Linked DNA regions of Pan troglodytes: region 1 is linked to region 2. Evidence: chromatin contacts called from public HiChIP or PLAC-seq data. All regions are on one chromosome and are shown on one strand. The core of a region is the stretch at or near the end of the contact, and the rest is flanking DNA. Distances in the headings are between cores, read along the strand shown.

Region 1 (6,312 bases), core at 198-2,697, 290 kb before region 2:
CTCCTTTTAAAAGGCGGGTGGTGGTACTTGCCTTTATGAAAACAGATAATTTTTATTAAGCATTTTATTGAATATCAGCTATGCCAAATCAACATCAACAACCAGAATCCCATAGATTAAGAAACCAGGATAAATATAATAAATGGTGCTTGCTTTTCAACCAAATTAAAGTATAATTATTATAAATCAGGGTGGGACGTAAGATCTGTTGTGTTACTTGTGGGAATGGATCACAAAAGGCATTATGTATACACTCCATGATTTTAAAGTATGTTAAATATTGTTACACATACATTTTTATTTATTGAGGCCCTGTTGCCTGGAAGTGCCCAGATATAAACTGTATGACTCTGGCCCGGTCACCGCCTGCCTAGACAAAGCCCCTTAGTCTACCACTCTCATTCAACAAATATTACTGGGCTTCTTATTAAGCACCACGCACTTGGCTAAGTGCGACAGTACATAAATAAAAGACAACCGCTCCGGACCCCTGACAGCATGCACAGGGCACTCATCGTCTCTCTACCCCGAGGACACACAGGCGGACGACGGCAGGAAGGGTCCCCGGGGAGCCGCTGGAGACACCTCACCTCCCGCGCGGACAGCGGCTCCCCCACCCACGGCAGTGCCCGCTCCTCCACGGTCCCGGCCAGGGCAGGGCGCAGCAGCATCCTCACCCCGCCCGGCCACCCTCCCACTTCGCCCCGCAGCCAGCTTCTCCATGGTAACCGTACACAAACTACCTCCCGCCGCCGCCCCGGCAGCCAGACCGCAGGGCCAGGCCGCTGCAGGGCGGGAGAGGCGGGCCGGGGAATGAGCTTGGCGAGGGCTCAGGGAAGGAGGCTTCCGACCTGACCCAAAGCACCTGTGATGAGCACTGGAGATAGCAGCGGCTGCGAGGTTCAGTTCATCCTCCGGCTCTCCCCGGGTGGCGGCCAGGGATGCAGCGCTGGCGCGGGCTGGGTAACCCCACGACGCCGCTCGGCCACTGGGCCTGCGCGGGTCCCGCCAACGCATGCGTAGAAGCTCCGAGGCGTGGCGACGGCCGGAGCGGGTGGGAGGAGCCTGGAGAGGGCTGTAGGCCGGGAGGTCAGATCAGAGCAGGCGTCGTGGGCGGGTGTCCGCTTTTCGTTTAGCAATTTGCCGAACCACATTTGTTGCTCCCCTGCCGGATCCCAGCACCTCTGTTAAATAACAGCAGGCAGGACGGAAGCTTAATGCTTGTGGGTAAGAAGGATTTACTGGCTCAGGTTAGGGCTCTGTATAACCTGGAGCCACTTGCTGAGCTTCTGTTTCCTCCGATGTCAAGTGGCAGGAAATATTAATAATAGTACCTAGGTAGGTCTTGGGCTGTTATGAAGACTGCATGAGAAAATAGATGTAAAGCGCTATGCACGTGGCAATCAACGAATATTAAACTGTTGGCTGTTATTAAGCCCTTGCATTTGTAGAGCCCTTCAGAGTTCGCAGAGTGTATGCACGTAATCGTACCTTCTGAGTCTGAGGTAGGCAGCCTGGCGTCCCCATCCACAGGAGAGGAACTGGGGGCCTGAGGTGTAGTGAGCAGGAGAAGGAGATTCCAGTCTAGGTCTCCCGTGGCCAATCGTTTTTTGTTCGTGCATCATCACAGTTGAACGGCAAAAAGCACTCCATTTATGTGTTTCTAGTTTAAATTCCCTTCTCTCCTATTAGACCATTTAGCAACACTGTACAGTGTTAAATACAAGTGAGATCATAAGCACTCTTCATTCAGGTTTGCACCACGTTTTATAAATATGGAGATTTTCCAGCTGAAGTGCTATTTGTCATCAACATTGGGAAAATGCCACTTCCCTTGGTGCTAAGCATCTTGTAAAGAATAATTAAATTGAAAATATTTTTGAGCACATACTATGTGTAAGGCATCGTGCCAGGTGGGAAATTATACTAACCTGAACTAAAGGAATGTAAATATTCTTCAAAATACTCAAGAGGATTTCAAACATAACAGAAAATAAATACCTATTCGTTGATTGGATAATTTTAGGACCCGAAACAGCCCTGGATTTTTCTGCTCATTCTTAGATAACTGACAGTCTTGTTGTAACTAAATCTCAACCACAGCTTCATTTCAAAACTATAATGTTCGGTGCAAGATATAAACAAATGCATCAAACTTCAAAAAGTCTTCCTCCCCCATTCCAGCCCCAGGCTTAAGGTCTCTAGCTGGCCTTCCCTGAAGGGGTGCACTAGGCTTAGGCTTGTCCCCGACCCCCACCCGCCCCCCTATTCACTAGAGGTTGTTTAAGGCCCAGCTTGGATCAAACTGGCAGTGAGGAGGAGGAGGAGAAGGAAGGAGATGGAGCATTTCTTCCTGGAGTTGAGCAGCTTCAAGCTTGCTGTGCTGGCTTATGGTTAAAGCAGCTCATGTAGGTCTTTCCTGGTCCTTTGTAGTCTCCCACTGATGGGGACCTCCCTCCTGGGGGCTTCTGAAAATCCTAAAAACCCAGGGTTTATTCCACCTTTCAGTGCCCCTTTAGATAGGTCCCAAGGGGAACCCTACACATCTGTCACCCTAGTGACTCTGAGAGCTCAGGCTTGTCTGGGTGCAGCCCCTTCTAGGCTGCCATAGGAGGGAGCTTTAGCTTACCCAGGAGTGAGTCAGGCTCCAGTTCTCCAGGCCACCTAACTACAGTCTCTGGCAGTCCCAGGCCCCTGGGGAAGCCCCTCTCGCTGGCTTGAGATGAAGGGCATAGCACCCCACACTCCTTTCTCCAAAGAAGTTTCCCCACACATCTTCCCTTTCCACTCTCTGACCCCTTATTTTTAGCCTCAGCCTGGGTGAGAGGCTGAGGGGGTTTTAGGTTTCTTTGTAACCTGCCCTATGGAGACTCTGCCTCACCTCACTTGGAACTGATGATTACATAATTACCATCTCAGTGGAAACATCAACCTAAAAACCTCTGGTACAGCCAATTACTAGCTGTGGTCTTGCACCCTAGGATCTTGGTCTAAAATAGACCATAAGCAAGCTACTGGAACCTGATGCTACCCAACTCAGCTGGCCAGGAAATATCTGCCGGGCAAATTAGCACAATTGAAAAGAATGACGTGGGCAGAATTAGAGGAAGCAGTTATTTGAAGCAATGAAGCTCCCCAACTTACCTCACTGAAGGATGCTATATGAGAAAATACTTAGGCTGTCAACAGCAGTGGCGTATTATACTGACCTGGCTGTTTCTCCACAGTTACCTGATGGCTATTTCACATCGGTTTTGTAAGTGGCATTGCTTTAGAAACAAAACTGTTGACATGTTTCACATACTTTAGAGAGATTAAAGAGGAAGACAAAGTATTATAAGTATCTAACATTTATAAAGCACTTTATGGTTTCCAAATTGCTTTTATTTGGAACACTTCACTTCTTTTGTCTAATTTGGAGTTTACAATAAGCCTGGAAAGTAGGTATCTCAATTTGAGATGGAAGAAAACTGAGGTTCAGGGAGGTGAAGTGATCAGCCCACAGGCACATAGCTAGTAAAAGGACCTTGAGATCTGGGATTCTTGATGCCCAAGTTCAGTACGCCATGCTGCTATTATACATGCATTTTGCCCCCAGCATGGAAAGGTACTTTCTAGGCTACTGAAGGTGTCAAGCTATGCTCTTTATTTCCTCCTCTCACTTATCCCAGAGCTGCATGGGGCTATAGGGATCAAGAGGAACTGAAGAATCTTTACATTCACTTGAAAATGGCTTCTGAATTTCTGGATTTTGAATTAAAGCAAGAATTATATAGGCAGGAGATTGGGTAATGATACAATCTTATGCAGTCTCAGATGCAAAAATTGTAACAGAATGATGAACTCATAGATGCTTTTTATCCACAGACTCTACTAGTAGATTTTACAGTTTATATCATAGTTTCTATCACATACACCTCTTGTTTAATATCTATAGCTCATCCTAATTTACCTATTAGATATATTCTTGAAAAGATACAGGTTAAATAAATACTTCTTTAATGTTCACAATTCCCCCCACTCCCCCCCACCACCCAGTGATTTTTATGACTACAACTGAGCTGTGACTCACAGGGGGAAGAAATACTTCTGGCATGGAATGAAAATTGCCAATTTAGAATTCTAATATTCACTTCAAGACACTTTCTGCTTTTGTCAATATAGAATCTTGGTGCTTTAATTATATATATCACACAATATAGTGTGAGGAGTTCATCAAATTGACAGCCTATGCAATCTTTGCATACAAATTTAAAGGCACAAATACATTAAAATGCAACTCGCTGGAAATTTACAATTCAGTGAAAATTAACTAACTTCATGGAACTGGATAGACATGAGACTGTGGAATTGTCCTAAAACTTATCAGCTAAAATGTTTATGTAAATCCTGTCTTTATTAGGCCTCAGCTGTGACCTGTACACCTAAGTATTACTTTACCTTTAAGTACATTATCCCGTACCACCCCTGCCACCCCAGGCCACGTGCTCCACCAAGCTGCCAAGTTGTTGACAGGAATGCTAATTAATGAGGGTCCATTTAATTACCAGTAGATTACAGAGTCTCTAAGGACCCTGCATTTCACTGGAAGGGAGGAGGTTCTAGTTTTCAGGGAGTATGTCAGTGTCAGTAGGATTGTAACTATGAATTACTTCATCCTGAACAACTCTTGGATGTTAAAAGGGACCAATTAAGACAATCAGAAACCCAATATTCTTTGTCCAACTCACCTATGAGACATTACTAAGTGAGCATGCCTGTATCTTTTGGAAGCTTTTGCCTGCAAATAACAGAATATTCCACCAAAAGTAGCTTACACGCCAAGGACATTTATTGTTTTGTTTAACAATCACTGGAACTGGGCTGCTTCAGGATTGGCCCTGCAGCTCAGGGACCAAGGAAGATCAGTCAAGTCTCCCCACATGGTCACAAGATGGTGGTGGCTGCACTGAGCTGGGAAAGGGCAAGGGCCCTCTCTATGTATATCTCTACACTGAGAAGGAAAACATTTCCCAGAAGCCCCTTGGTCACCTTGTCCTTACATCTTATTGGCCAGGCTGTGTCACATGGCGACATACCAGGCCCTGGCAGAGATGGATGGGGCTACCACTACTGTGACTGATTTCAATCCATCAAGGTTCATCCCTCGGGTTTTGAGGGGAGGAGACCACTTTGAGCCCTTTGCTGCCACAACCTGAAGCAAACTGGATCTCTGTTCAGCAGGAAGGAGGGGCAGCGGCTATTGGATAGATCTGGAAGACCGCCACAGTGGTCTGGTGACAGGTCTCTCCAGTCTGAATGGGCAACTGTCACAATCTCTTGATACTGTAATAGAGAGTAGTCCTGAGAATCAAGAGATTGTGGCAGTTGCTTGTCCCACCTGGAGAGAGCTGGAGGTGTAACACAAGGCAGGGTGCTCTATCTTGGTACTAACTCTCAGGTGACGCCTGGTCCCTGGTCTCACTGTGGCTCCATCCTGGCTGCACAGCGGAGTCACCTGTAGAGCTTCAGCACCATCTCAGCCCAGAACCCACCCAGATGAACTGATTCGCTGCCTGGGATAGGTGGGAGTATGGGAGAGTGGAGCCAGCCTTTTAGAGCTGCTGAGGTGACTGTGGTGTGCACAGCCAGCCTGGAGAACCTCAGCCCTGGTGAAGCCAGAGCTCCCTTGCCTGAGAACCTCAGCCACAACCCAGCAAGAGGCAGAGCTGCCTGAAGAAACCCTGGCTTTCAGAACACAAGGGATGGAGAGGAGCCTAATTTATGCATGACCCAGAGATGAAAAACCCCATGTCACAGACTCATGGTGCTCTCCAAGACGTGTACCCCCCCATGTCCACCCCCACCAACCCTCACCATCACCGGGCCGTCTTGGGCACTTTTTGCATCTCGTCTCCAACTGGCCCCTCTGACCCCACTCCACTCCCTTCCTGCTCCAAGAGTGTTGTTCACTCTACACTCAGCAACCAAAGTGAGTGTCATAAACCACAGTTCTGGATATGCCCTCCCACCCCCTCTGCCCAGGAGCTCTCAATGTCTGCCCACTGACCACCAAGTCAAGTCTCAGATCCTCCGTGATATGCATGATAGCCTGTAGTTCTCTGTTATTCTAAGAACTAGGACTTATTTGGGGGTTAGATGTCATAGGCTCTGTGCTAAGTGCTTTGATCACTTTAAATCAGTTCCCTTCCAACCCTAAAGTACTACTATTATCCTCTTTCTACAAGCATAGAAATTGAGGTTTTGTTTCTTCCCTTAACCAGGTCATCATACAGGTGGTGAAAGTGGTGGATCTAGGATTCAAGCCCAGCT
Region 2 (6,279 bases), core at 1,189-3,688:
CACTACGGTAAACTCTACTCCAAAGTTGGCTGCGGACCTACCTCCTCGGTGCTGTCCTGAGAATCCAGCAAATGTACTCCTGTCCGTTCGCCCTTCCCTCGCCGGCGTCCCCTGCCCCCTCTCCTCACCTGGCCATGCCCCAAGCTTCTGGGGAGCCTCATTCACCCCTCCGAGACCGTCCCCAGGTGCCCCGACTCCGGGGATCAAAGATAACCCCCAAAGCCTCGCAGCGGAGGCTCCCCTTGCCAACCCCTTGCCCTGGAGCCCGCAAGCGCACTCCGACGAATCCGAGACGCGTCTCGCGCTGCGCAGGAGGCCCGGCGGGTCCTGCTGCCAGCCCGGGGTGGGTACGCACCTTCCAGCCGGCAGAGCTGTTGCTGTCGCCCTTATCCTTGAAGTAGGGCACGCAACGCACCATCCACTCGTAGATCTGGGACAGAGTGAGCCGTTTGTCCGGGGAGCTCTCGATGGCGCGGGTGATCAGGTCCGCGTAGGACAGGTTTCCCCAGGCGTTCCGCCGCGACGAACATTTCCTCGGCTGCCCGGAGCCCCCAGCCGCCCCCGGCTGCGGCGGTGGCAGCGGTTGCTGAGGCTGCAGCAGCGCCTGTGTACCCCCGCTCAGCCCGCCCGCCGCGGTGGCTGGCCCAGACCCGGGGTCTTGCCCTCCGGGTGCCAGCACCCGGGCCGAGTCCTCAAGGAGCAGCCCGGAGCCCAGCGTGCCGCTCCCGCCGCCGCCGCCGATCGCCATGGCCGAGCCGGCCCGTCCCCCGCCGTCCTCGTCGTCTTCATCGTCCTCCTCCTCGGGGATCATGGAGTCGGCGGCCGTCTCCCCCGGGGGCTTGGCAGGGCTCGCTTGGAGCTCCGGCCTTTGCAGGGGCCACGTACAGGATCGCGGACGGCTCTGGGGCTCGAACTCCGGGTCCAGCTCCACTTCGAGCGGAGAGAGCGGGGCCGGGGAAGCCGGTGCCTCTGCCATCTTCGCCGCCCGCCCGCCCGCGGCTGGGGCTCTCGCGCTCTCCTCTCGCGCCGGGGCGGGGTGCAGCGGGGGAGGGACGTGGACGCCGCGAAGGCTCCGGCTCCCGGGCGCCGCCGCCGCCGCCTGGGGAAGCACGAGAGAAGAGAGAAGGAGAGTTGGTTATCCCGGGCCGGAGCCCCGTCCTCGGCGAGTCCTCGCCCGCTGCCGCCACCTCCCAGTCCTGCCGCGCCCGCCTCCCAGGAACAGGAGGACCTGAAGACGTGCGGCCAGCGAACCTGGCGCAGCAGACACCGCCCCCCGGCCAGGCCGCGAGGGAGCCGCGAGCGAATCGACGGCCTCGCGCGGGGCAGCCCCCTCCCCCCGCCGCCCAGCCGCAGGTCCCTCCCGGGCTAGGCGGCGGGGCGGGGAGAAGGGGGAGGGGCGCCCGGGGGAGGGGCGGCCGCGCCTTTAAAGCGGGCAGCGGCCGGAGCTGGCGCAGCCGAGCCGCGGTCAGAGCCCGAGCTCGGGTGTGCGTGCGTTTGTTTATGTTTCGCTCGGGCCCGCTCTAGTGCCTCCCGCGGCGCCGCCGCTCAAGTCTGTGCTGTCTTCGGCTCTTCTCCCCTTATCCCGGCCCGGCCGCCTCCGCGACCCCCCACGACCCCCCGTCACCCCCCACCCGGTCGAATGGCCCGAGCCCGGGGACTGCGCGGGCAGCTCCCTCTCCCCTCTTCGCCCGCGGGCCAGAGGGCGAACGGGGGTCTGGGCGCAGATGGGCCCTTGTCACTTCCAAAAAATAAAGGAAAGACAGAAAGAAGGGGGAGCAGCAGCCCAGCGGGTGTTCGCAGAGGTTCGAGCCCGGCGGGGACGGCCACTTCGGGGTTTTGTGTGGTTTGCATTCTCGCGGACGTCGTCCCCTCCGCCCCCTTCCCAGTCGGGATCCGGGGGAGGGAGCGAGTCGGAACATAAATCTTCCAACAGGTCGGGAAGCGCCAAGTCTCCCGGGCTGCTAGAAAACCCGGACCAGCACGTTCATCACCTCCTTGCTCCCGCTGCTGCCATCTTGACAGTTTCCCCCTTCCCCTGAGTCCTTTAAAAACACTAGCGGGCGAGAAGGGGGGCGCGCACACCGCGGCTCAGGGAGGGGAAAGGGAAGCGCCCGGCCCAGCTCGGAAGCAGATCCGGAGTCACCGGGAAGGCGGCCGCCCGCTGCACGGCTCCGGCGCCTACCTCGCTTCCTTCCCTTCAGGGACGCGGCGGGACGACGCACGATCCCGCGCGGGCCCGGGGCACGGCGAGGAGGGGGCGCGCAACCTCGGCGAAGGAGAAGCGCTCGGGCCGTCGCCGCAGCCCGCCCGAGGAACCGCCTGTCAGCTCGCGCGCCGCCGCCTTCCACATTCCTCCTCCTCCCTTCCACGAGCAGGGCGGCCGCGGCAGCAGCACAAAGTTATAGACACACGCAGGGCGCCTCAACCTAGGCTGACGGCGGGCGGGTCCCCGCCCAGGGGGAGGGCTGGGCGGCGGGCCGGGCGCGCGGCGGGCGTGCGTGTGTGAGTGCGCGTGTGTGAGCTCGCGCGCGCCTGCGCGGCCCGGCTCCGCGGGGCTGCGGGCGTGGGTGTCCGGGCGCGCGCCGTGGGCCGGGACTCGGCGGGCTCCCGCTGCTGTCCCCGCTGGGCTCCTCCTCCCTCCCGAGAGCCTCAACGACAACAAAGCGCGGCGCTGGCCCGGGAGAGGGGGGAGAAGGGAGGAGAGGAGGAAGAAGGGGGGAGAGGAGGGAGAGGAGGGAGAGGAGGGAGAAGGGGGAGCGGCAGGAGCGCACAGCCTCCTACGCTCCAAGGAGCGCAGCGGCGTGGCCTCCCTGACTCCGGGCAGGGCGCCTGGTACCAGGGGGTCCCTGGCCTGCGCGTCCGCCCGCCGGGCTCTGGGCCAGCCCCGGTGTCCGGTTCCCTGTTAGAACGCGACACCAGGTAACACCCGAGATAAGATGCTGGCCGCAAGATGGGCAGGGTTATCGCGGTGTGGAAATACTGAACGGCGAAGATGTTGGTGCCTGCAGAACTTCGATAAGCTGATGCTCACAGATTTCGATCAGGCACCAAAAGGTTTGCACTGAGTCTCTCACCTCGGACGGTGGACCACAGTCGTGTTTCACTTTTCATGGGTTTCATGGCAAACGGGGGAGAGGTGTAACTAACTCCGGAAGAAATGCAAATTTACCCCCGTCCTACATTCAAGAGCAGATTCCGAACAACTGAGAAGGGGAAATAATTTTAATCTAATTTGTAAATGACGACAAAACCGCTACGTGGGCATTTTTGACTTTTAAAAAAAGACGTATCCTTTAGGTTAAACGAAAAACATCTGCACAAGTCCTTATTCTACGATCCGTGCCCCAAATCGTTTATTTGTACTCTACGAATGCACCACACGCGACATGCACACCAAAAGTCTACACACTAGTTCATAAATATATTTTTTTAAAAATCCTTGTAAGTCACCGGAGATAGCTCAGAGTGTAGAAGCGGGCTTCTCAACGACCCCATACACAAAAAGGTCCAGCCCAGCGTACGCAAGAGCCAGCCCGCCCAGCCGCCTCCGGGCTCCGGGCTTTGCGCAGCGCCCGTCACTCAAGTGACGCGCGGCCCCGCCCCTGCACCAAGCTAGTTCGACGCGTACAAACAGATGATGTCATCGTATCCACACGCGCGTGACCCCGGAGCTCTCCGCCGCGTCGCCATTCGCTGCGCCGCTTACTCGTCAAGGCACGCCGCGCGCTGACTGGCCGCGGCCACCAGTCTCCAGGCCCCAGACGCCCCTCTCCGCCCCCCCGCCCCCGCCCCCCAGCAAATAATAAACAATCGAGTAAAATTCTAAGGAAGGAGAGAGAGGAGAGGGAAAAAGGGAGAGGGCGCACTAGAAACCAATCCTTCGCGCGCTGGCGGTGGGAGGGTTCAAGGGGGGACGCGAGAGGACAGCGGACGGGAGGAAGGCAGCCGACTTGGGGCGGTGGGTCTGCCAGCGAAGAGGAGGCGTCGGGGGCGGAAAGTTGCAGCGCACTCGACTGGGCGCGCCTGGCGGGGTAGGGGGCGCTAGGGCCCGGAGCGGCGGGGCTGGGGGCTCGGGGGCGGAGCGCGACCCGCCGAGGGGGCGGGGACTGAGCGGCGCCGGCCGACACGTGCGGGAGGAGGGCGGGCGCGCGCCGCACACACTGGGCCGGGGCGCGCGGCCCTGGTAGCCGCGCGCGCTTGTTTACCAGCGCACGTGGGTGTTATTTTTAAATGGAATGTGGCGCTGGCTGCGCTGCCGAGTGGCGGGCGCGTGGGGCCGCCCGCGCTGGCGGAGGGACGCGGCGGGGCCCGCGGCGCGGCCTCTCCGGGCGCTGCTCGCGAGACAGCCAGGCTGTCCCCACTGCGCGCCGCTGGCATAGCCGGCGGCCCGGGCCGGGGAACCTGATTGAGAGTTTCGCGCGCTGCCCGAGCCGCGGCGGAGACGACGGTTTCCCGCCGCGGAACGCCGCCGTCTTTGCGCCCAGCTCGGCTCCCTCATTCTCACATTCAGGGAACAAAGCCTCCTGTTTGTGCTTCGCCCAGGAGGCCGCGCCAGTCCGCGGCCACGGTTTCTAGAGCAGATCTCACAAGCGCACACACTCACTGGCACACATACTTTGGCCGCGAGGTGGACCCTCAGCACCCTACGTACTCTGTGTCCTCGCTTCCTTGTACCGAATGCCCGCAGTCCACATGTGCCTGTCTCGTGGGCATGCGGCTCTGCCCACATATAAAAGCGTTTCTGCTATTTCGGGTTGCCCTTGGAAGGGGAAGTCTGGGGAAGGGGGCTCTGACTGCTTACTGCGGTGGCTCCTCCTCACGAGGCACCTCTCCTCTCCTTGTAGGCCTGTCCCACTGAGAAGCCCCGGGTTTGCATTGGGTTTACAGCCTGGGAGTGTGGATGGTGATGTACGACCACAACTCGGCTTCAAGTGCCAGTGCTTGGGGTGCGGGTTGGGTATGGTGGTGGTTAAAAGCTGGTATTCAGTTTTGCACGAAGAACTGGGAGGCTAGATCACCCAGGGCCACGCATCGTGATGCAGCATAAAATTCCAAGAATTTTCGTTGCTGGCTTTAAATACTTGTAACACTGTAGAAGAAATCCACACGTTTTCTTCTCTAAATCTAAGCAATCTTTTGTCATTAGAGTGCAGACCTGCAAAAGTAGAAAGAATGTGTTTACAGTGGCTGGGCTCTCGGCCATTAGATTTTCACTATAAACATGTTGAGTGTCCATTTACAGAACACATATCCCAGGGGCATTCCAAAAGAGTGGAGGAGTCAAAGATTCAGTGGATTAACAGAGCCTTGTGAGCTTCACTTCACAGTGAGGAATGGGGGGGCAGGCACATGATAAAGCCATTTCCCTCAAAGAGCTTACTTGAGGGTATAAGACATGTTACTTGGGGGTATAAAACATGTTAAAAAGAAATATTGCAAGTTTAAAAATAGTAGAAGGCCGGGTGCAGTGGCTCACACCTGTAATCCCAGCACTTTGGGAGCCCAAGGCAGGAGGATGCCTTGAGCCCAGGAGTTCAAGACCAGCCTAGACAACATGACGAAACCCAGGTGTCTACAAAAAATACAAGAAGTCCTAGCTATGGGAGGCCGAGGTGTAAGGATGGATCGCTTGGTCCCAGGAGGTCCAGGCTGCAATGAGCCATGATTGTACCACTGCACTGCAGCGTGGGTGACAGAGTGAGGCCCTGTCCTCCCTCCCTCACCACAAAGGAAAAAAAAAAAAAAAAAAAAAACAGTAGAAGACAAATACAAGAGGTCATACATAGAGTGTTGGGTAAGTTTCAAGTGAATTGAAGATCAAAAAGCTTCAGTTGGAAGTGACTATAAACTTGCAGCTTTGTAAATGTGCACCTTACCCTTGTAATTTGTGCATATGGGCAAACCTTTGAGAACTAAGAGGTTGAATCTCAGAGACTGTTCTCTTTTAGCCACAAATTGCCTCGACCTTTGCCTTCCTCTTGTAGGCCTCCTTGTTCCTTCTCCATTTCTTCCTACCAGAAGTTATGGTTGTTAATTGAGAGGAAATGCCAGCATTCCCTTCAAGGCAGAATTTTTGGTCAAAACTTTTCCCACCTCTTATTGAACAATTTTATATCCTATTTATTTCTATTAATAATTTAAGGTGGTGATTGTTCACTCTATTTTGCAAATCCAGTCACTGGAGGGACAAAATTTAAGATGTTTACCTAAGTAAGCTGGGTAAAATCACCATTTCAAACACCTAGTTGTGAGGGGATTCGTGGTAGAGACCAGGGCTCT

Evidence for each region. HiChIP or PLAC-seq counts read pairs in DNA pulled down with a chosen protein or histone mark.
Region 1: a contact with region 2 is called in an H3K4me3 HiChIP or PLAC-seq map of stem cell-derived excitatory neurons, with 6 times the contacts expected there. The contact joins the promoter of ARMC2 here to the promoter of FOXO3 in region 2. A contact is called at or near these places in 5 of 7 Hi-C or Micro-C datasets (blood, induced pluripotent stem cells, a lymphoblastoid cell line and 1 more), 1 of 1 datasets of contacts at active chromatin or transcription factors (stem cell-derived excitatory neurons) and 1 of 1 other capture datasets (stem cell-derived neural stem cells).

Annotation. Positions count from the first base shown.
Region 1 is chr5:120,760,043-120,766,354 of NHGRI_mPanTro3-v2.0_pri, reverse strand. ARMC2 (armadillo repeat containing 2) reads right to left here and starts at 1,447. Exons shown (of 18, transcript XM_054686854.2): 1 at 866-1,447. The coding sequence starts at 1,017.
Region 2 is chr5:120,472,393-120,478,671 of NHGRI_mPanTro3-v2.0_pri, reverse strand. FOXO3 (forkhead box O3) reads right to left here and starts at 2,438. Exons shown (of 4, transcript XM_016956082.4): 1 at 2,183-2,438; 2 at 356-1,099. The coding sequence starts at 976.